Regions from separate parts of the Pan troglodytes genome. Here region 1 is linked to region 2. Evidence: chromatin contacts called from public HiChIP or PLAC-seq data. All regions are on one chromosome and are shown on one strand. Each heading gives the region's core, a stretch centred on a gene start, on an enhancer-like site or on the middle of the called end of the contact. The rest is flanking DNA. Distances are from core to core; before and after follow the strand shown.

Region 1 (6,774 bases), core at 3,625-6,124, 270 kb after region 2:
TAGATTCCTTAAGCTTAGCAGTTCAAGACCAGCCCGGGCAACATAGTGAGATGCTGTCTCTTCAAAAAACACAAAAATTAGCCAGGCATGGTGGCATGTGCCTATAGTCCCAGCTATTCAGGAGGCTGAGGTGGGAGGATCGCTTGAGCCTGGAAGGCAAAGGTTGCAGTGAGCCAAGATTATGCCACTGCACCCCAGCCCAGGTGACAGAGCAAGACTGTACCAAAAAAAAAAAAAAAAAAGATAGTCCTCCCACCTTGTTTTCCTCATCCAATCCTGCTCTCACCTCATCTAGAATCCACTGGCACTTTCATCCCCTCCCTTCAATGTAATTTCTGTGTGGAAGACTTCCATAGGTAGGTTCTAGCTCTGGCCTCTCCAATCCCAATTTGGAACTTCAGTTTATAAAAATAACTTAAAAAAAAAAAACCTAGCTCTTCCACGGGCAGTTCAAATTTAACAAATCCAACACTGAATTTATCCATTTATCTTTTTTTTCTTTTTTTTTTTGGAGACAGAGTCTCACTTGCTCTGTCACCCAGACTGGAGAGCTGTGGCACAAACATAGCTCTCTGTAACCTTAAACCTGGGCTCAAGCAAGCTTCCTGACTCAGCCTCTCAAGTAGCTAGGATTATGGGCATGCACCACCAGGCCCAGACAATTTAATTTTAATTTTAATTTTGTGTGGAAATGGGGTCTCTCTATGTTGCCCAGACTGATCTCGAAATCTTGGCCTCATGCATTCCTCCCACCTCTTCCTTCCAAAGCACAGGGATTACAGGCATGAACCACTGTGCCCAGCCTCATCCTATTCTTGTTTGCCCCGAAGCCATTCCTCCTTTTACATTCTCTATCTTGGTTGCTGACATAACATTGCCACCTTTCCAATTCTTTGGACTGAACACTTGAACATCACCTTGGGTCATATTTTCCCTTCCCACACCTATATATCTAACTGTATACCAAAATTCTATTGATTCAGCCACCAGAGAGGCACTGCCTTTCCAATGTTATTACTTCTCGTTTAGAATATTGCTGTGACATCTAGAGGGGTCTATCTGCCTTCAGTCATCCCACATACTTCTACATCTTCTTCAAAATATCTTCAATTGGTTATACCTTGCACACAGAAAAAGACCAGACCATACTATGGTAACTGCCCAAGGGGTTCACCTTGCCCGCTACCTAGACAGAGCCAATTCATCAAGTCAGGGGAATTGCCAGAGAAAGAGTAATTCACGCAGAGCTGGTTGTGAGGGAGACCGGAGTTTTATTATTACTTAAATCAGTCTCCCTGAGCATTCGGGGAGCAGAATTTTTAAGGATAACTTGGTGGGTGGGGGAAAGCCAATGAGCCAGGAGTGCTGATTGGTCAGGGATGAAATCATAGGGAGTCGAAGCTGCCTTCTTGTGCTGGGTCAGTTCCTGGGTGGGGGCTACAAGGTCAGATGAGCCAGTTTATTGATTTGGGTGGTGCCAGCTGATACATCAAGTGCAGGGTCTACAAAATAGTTCAAGCATTGATCTTAGGAGCAGTTTAGGGAGGGTCACACTCTCCAGCTGCATGACTCCTAAACCATAATTTTTAATCTTGTGGCTAATGTTAGTCCTACAAAGGCAATCTAGTCCCCGGGCAAGAAGGAGGTCTGCTTTGGGAAAAGGCTGTTACCGTCTTTGTTTAAACTGTAAACTAAGTTTCTCTCAAAGTTAGTTCAACTTATGCCCAAGAATGAACAAGGACAGCTTGGAGGTTAGAAGCAAGATGGAGTCGGTTAAGTAACATCTCTTTCACTGTCTCAGTCATAATTTTGCAAAGGCGGTTTCACTATTTGGATTTTGAGGTTCTCTATAATCAAGAACCAATTTGTTTAATGCCTTTCCTACCTCTTCCACACTACTTCTTTTCCAAGGGACACCCCTAGGGACCTAAATTAATCTCTCCCTTATTTCTCCCACTGCCCTTTATCCAAAAGCCATCCATGGTACTCATCACACTCTGCTCTTAGAGCATTTGTGTTTGTCTGCTTTTAAGTAGTGAATCTCTGGATCACTTGTCCTTATTGCCTTACTGTGCTTACTACAGTATCTTTAATGTAAAAAGCACTCCATAAATGTTTGTTGAATAATAATTGTAAATAGCCCTTGCTTCTGCTCACTCAATCTTCAATTCAAGGATGACCCTTAGCACAGCTATGAGGTAAGCCTTCAAGGACTCTCCACGCCCTTGCTATGCTCCCCTTACTTTCCCTTAGAGATGTCCAGTACCCTCACATTTTCTCCTGCTGACCCAAGCTTCTTACTAGGGTGCTTACACAGACCACTCCTTCTAAGCAATTCCAACTCCCAGAACTTGCCATTCCCAGTCTCTTACCAAAACCTACATATCCCTGGGATGAACTTTAGAGCCCAGCCTCTTCATTTTATAAACCAATAAACTAAGTCCCAAAAAAGTGACATGAATTCCCCAAAGTCATGATTCCAAGTCCATTGCTCTTTCTCTCACATCTGCGTTTAGTGCCCATCCTGCAACTCAACCCCTTCGCTTCAAGCTGCTGCTAAGGATTGGCAAGGGGCTGCTGCTTATCTTCCTCAGTAACACATCTCTCTCTTAACAACAGTCATCTGTGCTCTGACTCACACTAATGGATACTGGAGGAAGTTCACATTGGTACCTGGACTCATCCTGTTGTTATTTTGGTCACAGTGCTTTTCCTACCTCCTGAACCCAGACCTCGGAGAGACACTGTCAATGCTGGGATATGTAAGGCCTGCACATTTTTGCAATGTGCTTTCTTATGACTGTGGAATAAGTGATATTCACTGTCTGATGCAATCCTCCCACATGCTGCAGAAACCATGGTAGCAGAACTCCAGAGGCATCCCCCCCAGTAGCATTACAACTTCCTGGGGGAAGAGTTCAGTTCATGAATGTGTTGTAATTTCTGTGAAGGGTATCTAAAGTCCTTAAAAACATCCATGAATGATCCTTTTCAACAGTACTTGGAAGGAAGTCAGGGACTTCACCATTAAAACTGAGCCAACACAGTAATGAAATTCAATGACCACCACAGGAGACATATGAATGCCTCAGGGAAGAACAAAGGCCAGCAAAATCAGCCAACAGCAGTTACTTCCACAAAATGCATTTACCTGAATAGGAACTTGAATGGTTTTCAAGGAATGACAGTCTCCTTCCAGAAAGTGTCATGTGTTTGTTATTCGTCCAGTAACACTAAGAATCTAAATTTAAATTTTAGTTTAGTTTGGGATTGGTGCTGGATTTTAGGGAATAATCTTATCAGGGCTGGATTATTCTAGTTAGTGATGATCTGAGGAAACACTGCATTTCTTCAGATGGAAGAAGGGAGCACTGGCAGCTTGCCTTTTCTGAAAGCTTTGATTACAGAAGTATAGGTCCCTGATGCTTAAAGGGACCTTACAGCACATCTGATTCAACTGCCTTTTATAGGTGAAGAACTGATTCCTGTTAACCTGATAACATAGAAATTGCCTATCCTATTTTGTGAAAATCATCCTACTCTAGAAGCAGGAAATAATGGAGTAGGAACCTGGGCACTAAATTATAGTTGTTATATTATTAGGACTAAGTGTGTATGTCCACGGGCCTGACAGAAATGAATGCTCTGGACCCCATCCACTTGCCTTCCATTTGTTCCTGTGCCCTTTCTTCGTACAAAGTGGATGGCCTCTTTAGGTTTCCTTTAGGAAATGTGTAAGTGCCTACAGGCCTTTGTGCTCACATTAAAATAATTTTTTTGTTTTTATTTTTTGGAAAAATAACTTAAAGTCTGCTCAGAGACAGCTCAATTTCTTTATTTTAAAAGTGGGATAAGACACACTATTTTTAGATGGCATTTGTGACTATCCAAATGAACAATGTAAAGTACTTTCAAAAACAGTGCTTTGTCAAAGAAACAAGTTATTCTATTTACTTTATGTACGCATTCCATTTATTTCTTCAGCAAATATTTATGAAGCACTTACTAGCATGATCACAATTTCAGTTAAATAGTTAAGTACAGTAGCCGCCCCTTTATCCATGGGTTCATTTTCCACATAATTATTCAATTTAATTATTAGTTATTGTTAATCTTTCACTGTGCCTAATTTATAAATTGAACTTTATCATATATATGTATAGGTAAAAACATAATACACATACATAGGTTTCAGTACTATCCATGGTTTGTGTCATCCACTGGGGATCTTAAAACATATCCCCTTGGATTAAAGGGAAATACTGTAATTAATTGCTTACTGCCTGTATCAGTCACTAGAATTCTAGCTTTCTGGGAAAAGGTACTTCTTCTCTTTTGTTCTCTAATGCTCAGCACCCTGAGTGGCTGGCATTTAAAAGACTAACAAATATTTGTTGAATGGATGGATGAATGCATGAATGAAAAACCAAATGAATAATGAAAACAAAAGTGTATAATACACTATAACACGTACTATATTGGGCTTGCGTAGTACTATGGGAATCTATAGTAGGAGCATTTAAAGCCAGCCTTGACGGGGCTAATCTCCGGAAGAGCAATTAATCTTTTCAAAATCCGACTCTTGCAGGATACGGTCCCCCACTGGCCTGCCACTAGTTTAAAACGAATTATTTTCTGTGAAACATCAGGATCGTGCCAATAGTAGGGCATCAATAAGACTGAATAAGTCAAAGGGCTGCGCGGACAAGTCCAATTAGAACACCTCTGGCTAAAAGCCAGAATGAATGAAAGGGTTCATGCCTCGGCGTAGACACAGAACTGGGACTGAAATATCTGCCCCAAGCCTCCACGTCGACTTTGGCTCCACCTGCAGCGGCGGCGCCGTAGTCACGTGACCCGGGCCCCCGCGCCCTAGGCGCCTGGGCCAGCCTGCGCCTGCGCAGTACTCGGAGACCGCGGACCCGTGTCAGTGACAGCTTCCGGTTTGGTTTCTCCGCCTTCTGCTTGGCTAGAGCTATTGGGGCTCGGTGGCGGCCGCAGTGGGGTGGAGGGGGCAGGGCGTGGTGAGGTAAGGTGAGTGCCGTAGTGGGGTTCCCTGGAGCCATGGCCTGCTCCATTGTCCAGTTCTGCTACTTCCAGGATCTCCAGGCCGCCCGGGACTTCCTCTTTCCTCACCTGCGGGAGGAGATCCTCAGCGGCGCCTTGCGGAGGGACCCCAGTAAGTGCCTCTCTGGCCTCGCCCTTCCTTCCCTCGTCACCCGCGGCCTCTGCTCGGCGGGTTCGGGTCTCCTACTCGCTCTGCGCCTGCCTCTGCCCTCTGGACCCCCAGTTCTCCCCGTGCCTCCCCTCCGCTCCGGGATGACACCCTGCCCACCTCGTCCTGAAGCCCCATTTGTGTTGTCTTCCTCTCGACCCAGCTTTTCTCCTTAGGCCCTCTGACCCCTGGCCAAAAACTGCGTCTTGTTTCCTCTCGCCTCTGCCTATCACCGCTTTCTCCCTCCCTCCCCCTACCCCCACACATTCCTAGCTTTCTCTCTGAGTATCTTCTCCGTCTCCCATCTTCAGCCTGGGGTCGTTCCCTGTTTCATGTTGCCTACTCCGTGATCGCATCCTCCCCGTTCCTTGCCACATGTCAGCGCTCCACTCTGGTATTGCCCCAGCTCCCACTCTCTTCCATCCCGGAGACTGTGGCCTTCTGCCACCTCCCATTCCGAAAATGTTGATCATCCCCCCACACTCTCCCTTCTTTCATCTGCGTTTCCCCCATTCAGATTTTGAGAACAAATGGCTGACAAATGAGTGACTCTTGAGGTAAGACTCTCTCAAAGAAGGAAAATAACCTGTCAGGAAGTGAACGAGCATCTACATTAGGAACTAAAATTACAGTGACATAGCCAAGAAAGGTTAATTTGCTTTATTGGGATGAGAAGCCTTCCACCTATTTTTATCATCAAAGTGTTTAATAAGCCTTTCCCCAAGTAGTATAAAGTTGCAAGGCTGGTTTATTAGATACTACATAGGCTTTCAGAATTTCATACATTTCATCTTTTGAAAGGGTGTGCCTTGTGTTTTATTTTATTTTATTTTATTTTTGCATTTCCAACATGAAGCACATTTGGCTTTGTAGTACAGCGCTCTCACTTTGTGCTATACCGGAATGGTGATATAAAGCCCACTAAGCTCCTCTCCCTTTTTTAGAAAATTTAGAAGATATCAAATCGAACCCGTCTGTGAATGATTGCATACCTTGTGCCAGTCATTGGTGCTACAAACCAAATAAGGTTGGTGGACCCTGCTGTAGGAACTTCTGGTTTACAGACAAATCATTAACTTCCATTCAGTGTGACTGAGATACATGAGGCATTTTCTTGAAGTGGTGATACTTAAGCCTACCTTTGAAGTACTAGTTAGAGGAGTAAAGGAGCAGTAATAGCATGTGCAGAGGAAGGGAGGCCTGAAATGGCATGGTATTTAGAGAACTAAGAAAAGCTGAATGGCTGGAGAGGAGGATGGGAGAGGAAGAGTTGGGGCAATGAGGCAGTAGTAGTAATAAGGAGCTAGACCATGAGAAGCCTTGTGAAAGTTGTGGCGTTTCTCTGAAAGTTTAAGTAGAGAAATGACATTGTCAGATTTGTACTTAATGTAATCAACAACATTTGTTGAAGACCTGTAATGTGCTCTGGTAGCAGAGTGGAGGAGAGATTGGAAGAAGGGAAATGGATTGGGAAGCTCTTCCAGTAATCCAAGCAAGAAATTATGTGAGCTTGAATTAAGAACCTTAGTAGGATGAAGATGAAGGACTAGATTAGAAAG
Region 2 (7,093 bases), core at 2,156-4,655:
CCAAATACGTTATATGGATGACCAAAGAAATGTTTATATTAACTGCAAACGACAACGAAATATCAAGATGGTGTTTTAAATTACTGTATTTGTTGATTTTAATTTCTAAGGAAAATAAAATGTTTTTAGTTAGTGTCCTTGATATACCAAAGGACTTAGAACCCTTTAATAGTCATATGAATATAAAAGTTTTGTAACTATTTTTAAAAATATGTCATGTAATTGAAAATGACTATAAACAAAAATACATTTTGGCTGCCATACTGGCATTAATATATTAGCTAACAAGCAGGTTTGTTACTTTATTTCATCGATGAGAAGTAAAAATGGATGATGCCATTTACTACCAACTAGAGAATAAAGAGAGTCACCAATGGTGATTTCGTAGCCATCAGTGGTGGCCTCTTTGATAAACACCTATAATACCTATAAACCAATTTAGCCCTATTTACACAATGTCTTCTACCATACATTACTTGTTTGGGATTATTATCTCTTCTGTAAGCTCCTTGCAGGGAGAGACCTTATCTTAAACACTACTTCTATATCCCCTTCCCAACCCTTTACCTAAAAAATGAACATGCTGAGTGCATACTTATTAATTGACAGGTGTCGTATAATAGGTATTTTCCACAGCAATTAGGAGAAAATAAGGTGTGGGTAAAGTAAGCTAAATGGAGATATCATTATGTACAACACAATAAGGCCCAAGACCATAAAAGTGACTTTGAAATAACATGTTCAGAAACAGCAAATCAGTTTATACAGCATAATCATTTTCAGAAGGTACTCACAACAAAATTTATCATACTATTATTGCTTAGCTTTAAAATCCTTTTTTGTGTGTTCTTACATGAGACGCTGCATTTTGTGCTATTCCTTAATGCATATTTCTATAATTATATCTCATGTCTTTATGAAGTACCTTATTCATACAAGTATGAGAAAAGCTATACTATTCAAAATCTAAAAGAAAATAAAAACAATGTATTTTCCCACTCCTCCTGGGTTAACACATACAGTAATTTGCTAATAAAAACAAAGGTTATCATCTGTCATACTTTTCATTCACACTCTTGAATGACAGGCATTTTTTTAATGTTCCTGTTAGAAAAATTCTGTGCCAACTCGGCTTTAAAACCAACTTAAACCAAAATATCCATCTTTTTCTCTGAACTTGTTCGATCTCTCAATCAAAATTATGTATCAATTATATTTTCTAAAATAGTTATGATGCAAATGAAGTTCTAATTTATGATAGCAGCAGCCTTACACTATCTTTCCCATTTTAAATGCACGGCGCTAGGGAAGACAAAAGCATACTCTGAAACATCTTCACAGGTCCTCTAACAATGGTCTCTTAGTAGAATTTCTTCTCTCTTTGTATAGTTATATTAAATTTCTGTGCTTCCCTCCTAAGATGAAATCATCTGTTTATACCCCCCCAACAACTCAGAAGTGAGCTTGTATCCTTTCTCTCATGCCTTTTGTCTAAGAACACCAAAGCGCTTCGTTATTTTATTTTACCAACCCCATGAAGTCAGTGGTATATCAAAAGCTGGACGGCTGATGAGATAACTAGACAGAGAGCTCTGGACAGCTGACCAAAACTTAGTACCCCTCTAGGTCCTTAAAATCAGTCGGAAAATCAGCCAAGCCCTATTTACAGGTCTTGAGTGTTTTAAACAAAAACAAAAACAAGAAAACCTTCCCACAAAGGAACTTGCACACACACACACAACTGTACTTTTCAGAAGGTGGAAATACAAGGGATCTTGTTCTTTTCGTTTTTCAAGAGTTTAAAAGCCCGGCACATCTGCATCTTGATAACAGCTCCAGAGGGCAATCTGATCAAAGACACTGAAAATCCCTCCCTTAAAGATGTGCACCTTGTGACACTCCAAGGAGGAGAGATATTTAAAGTAAAACCTGCCCTGCATCATTATCACTGACTTAAGGAAGAGATTAAAAAGCCCTTGGCTTCATGTGGCTTTTCAACATTTTGCTGTAACCCCAGGGCCATAGATGCTGTTCGTGAAATTCTTCTACTCATCCCTACTAAGAGTGTCACAGCAGTATAAACTCATACACAAACACGCACACATCTCCACTTCCATTCCCATCCTTCTCCCTTTGGTGCCCATGACCCAAAATGTGGACACAATGTTACAAAAAGCAAAGTCATGGGGCAATGCGGGGGGAGGAGGGGAGAGTGCAAAGGATTGAAAGATCCAGAAAAGCAAGAGTGTGAGAGGTAGCCGGCTCGTCTGCTATTGTAAAGCAAGCATTCATTCGGGTGGGGGCACAGAATGCAGAGGTAGAAATAAAGCAATCCTGACTGCCCACTCTGCCATCCCATTCTGCTTCTCTGCCCTCCATCACCCCATCCGCTCCTGGAGGACCACCTCCGAGCGAGAGGGCGCCACTTACGGTTCCCCACCCTCACCCTTGAGGGGAAACAAGCGAAATGGGGTTGGAATGAAGAATAGGGCTGAGCAGTGGGTGAGGGTCATGCCGGGCTCCAGGTGGAGACCCTGCCGCGGGTGGCCGCGCCGAGGCACGGGGGACGGCCCAAGCGCGGGTGAAGTGGGGATCAGAGGAGGGTCTCGCCCCCACTGCTCCCGAGGGAGGCTCCGGTTACTCACATTTTCCGTGTCCCGCTCGTTCACCGTCGGCAATGGCGTCCGGGCCGACATTTTGTGCGGGCAGCGGGGTCTGGCCGGGGTCTCGCCGGCCGGGCTGTGGTGCGGGCCCCGGGGGGCGACAGGAAAGGGGTGCGGACGCGAGCACAAGGCCGGGGCGAGCGGCTCCCGCAGGCCGCGGGGCGGTGCAACAAGCGGCCCCGGCGGGGGAAAGAGGGAAGAGGACGCGGAGGAAGAGGAGGGGGAGCCGCTTCCCGCGGCGGCGCCGCCGGGGTATGCGGACAGTAACGAGGGAGGGCTTCGGGCGAGGCGGTTGCCCGGCGCTGGCGGGGCGGCGAGGCTGGCAGGATGCGGCGCCGAGGGGTGGGAGGCGTGGAAGGGGAGCCGGGAGGCGGCGGCGAGCCCCGCTAGGCTCTCCGGACCATGGGTGAAGGTGAACCCGGTGCCTCAAATCACTGCCTGGCGCGTCCTGGCGAGCGCCTGGGCGTCAGGAACCGCGGCCCTGACAGCGTCGCCCGCGCCGCGCCCCGTTCTCCGCCTCAGGTGTGCGGCGCCGCCCGACCCAGCCGCATCCACGCGCCCGGGGCCCAGCGGCGGCGGCGCCCGATCCCCCGGCGCGAATGTCTCGGCTCGGTCCGCGCGGTCACAGCCACCGCCGCCGCCGCGCCTCAGTCAGGAGGAGCGGCCCGAGCCGGCTGCGCGCGGAGCAGCGGGCGCGGCACGCAGCGCCCAGAGGCACTTGGCGGCCGCCGCCGGGTGGGCGGGCGCCAGCCGAGGGGGCCTCTCCATTCATTCCCTCATTAGGGATGCGGGGCCGCCTCCTCCTCCTCCTCCTCCTTTTTCTCCTCCTCCTCCTCCCGCGCTCTCTTGCCCGCCTGTCCCTGTGTTTATTTTTGTTTCGTGCCCCACCCGCAGAGTTTACGGTCGTCTAAGAGCCTCTGGTGGTTTTATTTTTATTCGTGTTTGGTTTTTGCCGGGTTGAGGGTGAGAGAGAGCTGATGTGAATCAGTGGCTTTTTTTTTTCTTTTTCTTTCTTTCTGTTTTTGTTTGTTTGTTTGTTTGTCCGTTTCATTGGAGAAGAATTGGATTCAATCCTACCCTGGATCCTACCCCTCCTTTTCTCCTACCTCGGGACTTTTACCATTCTTAAATTCTACTCCTCCTCCCCCGTTTCCACGCTTTCTCAATCCCTGTCGTCGCCTGAGCCCTCTGTCAGTCTCCTTCTCTAGGGAGCCGTTAGGTTCAGGGTCACCCTCAGAGTTTGGCAAAAAGCACAGAAGCCCCTAGAAGCGCCAGCAGCCTAGGGGGGCGGCTGGAGACTCAGTACAAGTGGGTCTCAGCCCCCGACGGCGCGGCCTCTTCGGGAATGGGGCCGGCGGAAGACGTCTCGCTCTGGGCGCCCTGCAGCACCCTCGGAGTGGGTGAGACCCGCGAGTCACAACATCTACACTGGCTGATCGTCACTTCCTGGGACACAAGGAAGTGTCACTTAGGCGAGCCTGTTTAGGGAGGATGGAGAGCTGTGTCTGATTTGGGCCCTGTCCTCCCTCTTCCAGGTGGCTTCCTCACACTTCCACCCACCTGCCTCAAGACATCCTGTAGGCACCCGCGTCTGTAGTGCATTGTCCAGGACCCATTCGCCTTTTATAAGCAAGGCTGCATTTTTTTTAATCTCATTTGAGAGCTTACATTTTGCACATTCAGCCTGTAGAACGAAAACCTTATCGTCTCTCTATTCTTCTTTGCAACATTTCTTTTTCACTTCCTTTCATGGATGGGCAGGAAGACAAAAGGAATGAAAGATAGGAGCGGATACATTGATTTTCTGAGCTGCTTCAGTATGCCTCCAATGGAATTCTTATAATGGTGGGAAATTTCTCGTCTCTTCTGAATTTCCTCCATTTGAAAGAAGAATCCCTGAACCAGATGGTTTTTATCCTGACTCATTAAAGATTGTTTCTGAAAAGTTAACACTTGACCCTTGAAGCATGGGTCCAAAAGACCTGAAAATAGCAAACACAAAAATCCTTTGAGGAAAGAAGCAATTCTCACTCAGTCTATATTCACTTCTAGAACACCATCTATGTACTTATTTCTTTAGCATTTTCTCTTGTAACCACTTACCAATTTCACAAAGCAAATGAAAAAAAAAAAAAAACAAGATCCCTTTGGTGGTCATCACCACTTCTCAAACAGAATTTAGGCAGCGGAACTGCAATGCTGCCTCCTGAACTATGATGTGTTACTGAGAATGTCAAGCATTTACATGCCCTCTGCAGAAAATCCTGAATCACCAAGATGTATTGAAGTTGCAAGGACATAATCCTGTATTTTTCTGGTTATTTTCTGGTTAACTATTGCGACGGCTGCCTGTAGGGGCTGCCACCACAGTGTCAGCGGCATCACTGACTGCTGCAGCCACACAAGGGTACCTAGTGTTGCAATAGTACCTGAGTTAACCTAGCAATAAACAAGTAGCTGTGAAAAGGCGTTCAGCCCCATTGGAATATGAATCATTCCTTCAGCTGGTAGTTTGTATTTTGCTCTTTAAAGTATACTCACATATTTTTCTATCTTTATAATCGTGGTGACCCTGACAGGCGTATTTATTTCCATTTTACAAAATTCCACTAAGTTAACTTGTTCAAGATCACAGATGCACCAGGTTAATAAGATACAGAAGAAGATAACTGAAATATGTGGTGCTGTTCAATCTTGCACCAGTCACAAAAACCATAGGTTCACCCCATAAGATATAATGGCTAATTCGAGACAGAGCTTAAAGGAGAGCCCCAGATTCTGGCACAGTGGCTTCCACAGATTTTAAAGTGTATGTTAAAAGCCATGGACAAATCCCTTAGCTGTATTTGCTACACAATGCTCACTATTTCACATATTGAAATTTACGGAATATCACATAATAATAGGAAGGGATATTTATTGTTTAAGTCAATCCCCAAAGAACACTTCTAACAGTGAAACTACATTCAAAGAGAGTCATTACTAGGTAGCTCGAATCCATAATTCTAGCTAACCAAATGGTTTTTTTGGAAGAACAACTCTATTCAAAAGAAAATGCCATTCAAATAATCCTTATTAATACCTAACAATTTTAAGCTTGGTATGTACTGAAAACTAAGTGAAAATGCACTTTGCCCAGGTTAAAAAAAAAAAGTCACTATGTTTTTCAAAAGGAAATACTGTCTGTCCCTATATGAGCTCTTCTCCCCTTAAAATGGCATTAGTAGATCCTTAAACATGGAAGAGGAAAAAAAAAATGACATGAGGCATTATTGTGATGGAGTCAATACTGTTTAACCCTAGTCCTTAGAAATGAAAATGCTCATGAGCAAAATTTTTTTGTGTTACTATATATAGCTTCTGTGTCTGTGACTATGGAGAAATGACAAAGGGAATATTTTAAGGCTTTGAGTAATTTTCTTTTGGGTTATTAACCAAATGTGGCATGTTCAATTCACAGGTTCCTAACTTAATGTGTTAGGGTAATGAAAGTTTCGGAAGAAAATTGAAGTACTGACAAAACAAAAGGGAAATAAAGATCTAAAAGGTGCTAAACCTACAGTGAAAAGTGGGAAAAGAGCATTGCCTACCATCAGCCCTATGGAGTAGAATTTTTTAGAACTACCGGGTCCAGTACCAGTTACATGTGACTACTGAGCTCTTGACATGTTGCTTGAATTTTTAATTTGACTCAATTTCAAATAATTTACACTTAAAAACCGATTTGATTCAGTGACTGAAAAACTGTGTTATGTTTGAAAGTATGTTAAGTATATGAATCTACTTTTTCAACTGTAAATTTTCTGAAATCTATATACCGATCAAGTATTTCTGATGGAAATGTATTACCTGAATTGGGATGTGCTATAAATATAAAATGCACACCACATTTTCAAATAGTAGGGAAAAAAAGAGAGTAAGATGTCTCTTTATAAATATTATAACCATTTCATATTGAAATGCCAATATTTTAATATATTAGGTTAAATAAAATATATTATTAAATCATTTTCAACTGTTTCTTTTTTACTTTTTCAAATGCTGATCCTAAAAAATATAAACTTTCATATGTGGTTTACATTACATTATCTCTCTGTTGGACAGTACTTCTCCATATGGTCAAAGCTGAGAATAAAAAGGCTTAGTTGCTTAAGAATCGAAGGCCTTGATTATAAGCTATTAATAATTCATTCTGTGGTAGAGTGGCACCCAATAAATGCTTGTTGGGCACCATTCTACCACATGCCATGCTGTGCTGTTCTAGGGGAATATTCTTCACCTAATAGTTAGCGGCAGTCAGTCTTACAGCATTCTTTTTAAAGAACGAAGTGGGAAACAAGTTGAATTCATACAAATGAGCATTACCAGCTTGCAGTCATTTGTAAACAAAGAATTTATCAAATGTGACAGATTCAGCAGATTAATAGTAA

What was found. HiChIP or PLAC-seq counts read pairs in DNA pulled down with a chosen protein or histone mark.
Region 1: a contact with region 2 is called in an H3K4me3 HiChIP or PLAC-seq map of stem cell-derived excitatory neurons, with 4 times the contacts expected there. The contact joins the promoter of RAB3GAP2 here to the promoter of MARK1 in region 2. A contact is called at or near these places in 1 of 7 Hi-C or Micro-C datasets (stem cell-derived neural progenitor cells) and 1 of 1 datasets of contacts at active chromatin or transcription factors (stem cell-derived excitatory neurons).

What each region holds. Positions count from the first base shown.
Region 1 is chr1:28,859,668-28,866,441 of NHGRI_mPanTro3-v2.0_pri, forward strand. It overlaps RAB3GAP2 (RAB3 GTPase activating non-catalytic protein subunit 2), which reads left to right and starts at 4,875. Exons shown (of 34, transcript XM_063791761.1): 1 at 4,875-5,179. The coding sequence starts at 5,065.
Region 2 is chr1:28,588,997-28,596,089 of NHGRI_mPanTro3-v2.0_pri, forward strand. MARK1 (microtubule affinity regulating kinase 1) reads right to left here and starts at 3,406. Exons shown (of 17, transcript XM_016939088.4): 1 at 2,646-3,406. The coding sequence starts at 2,696.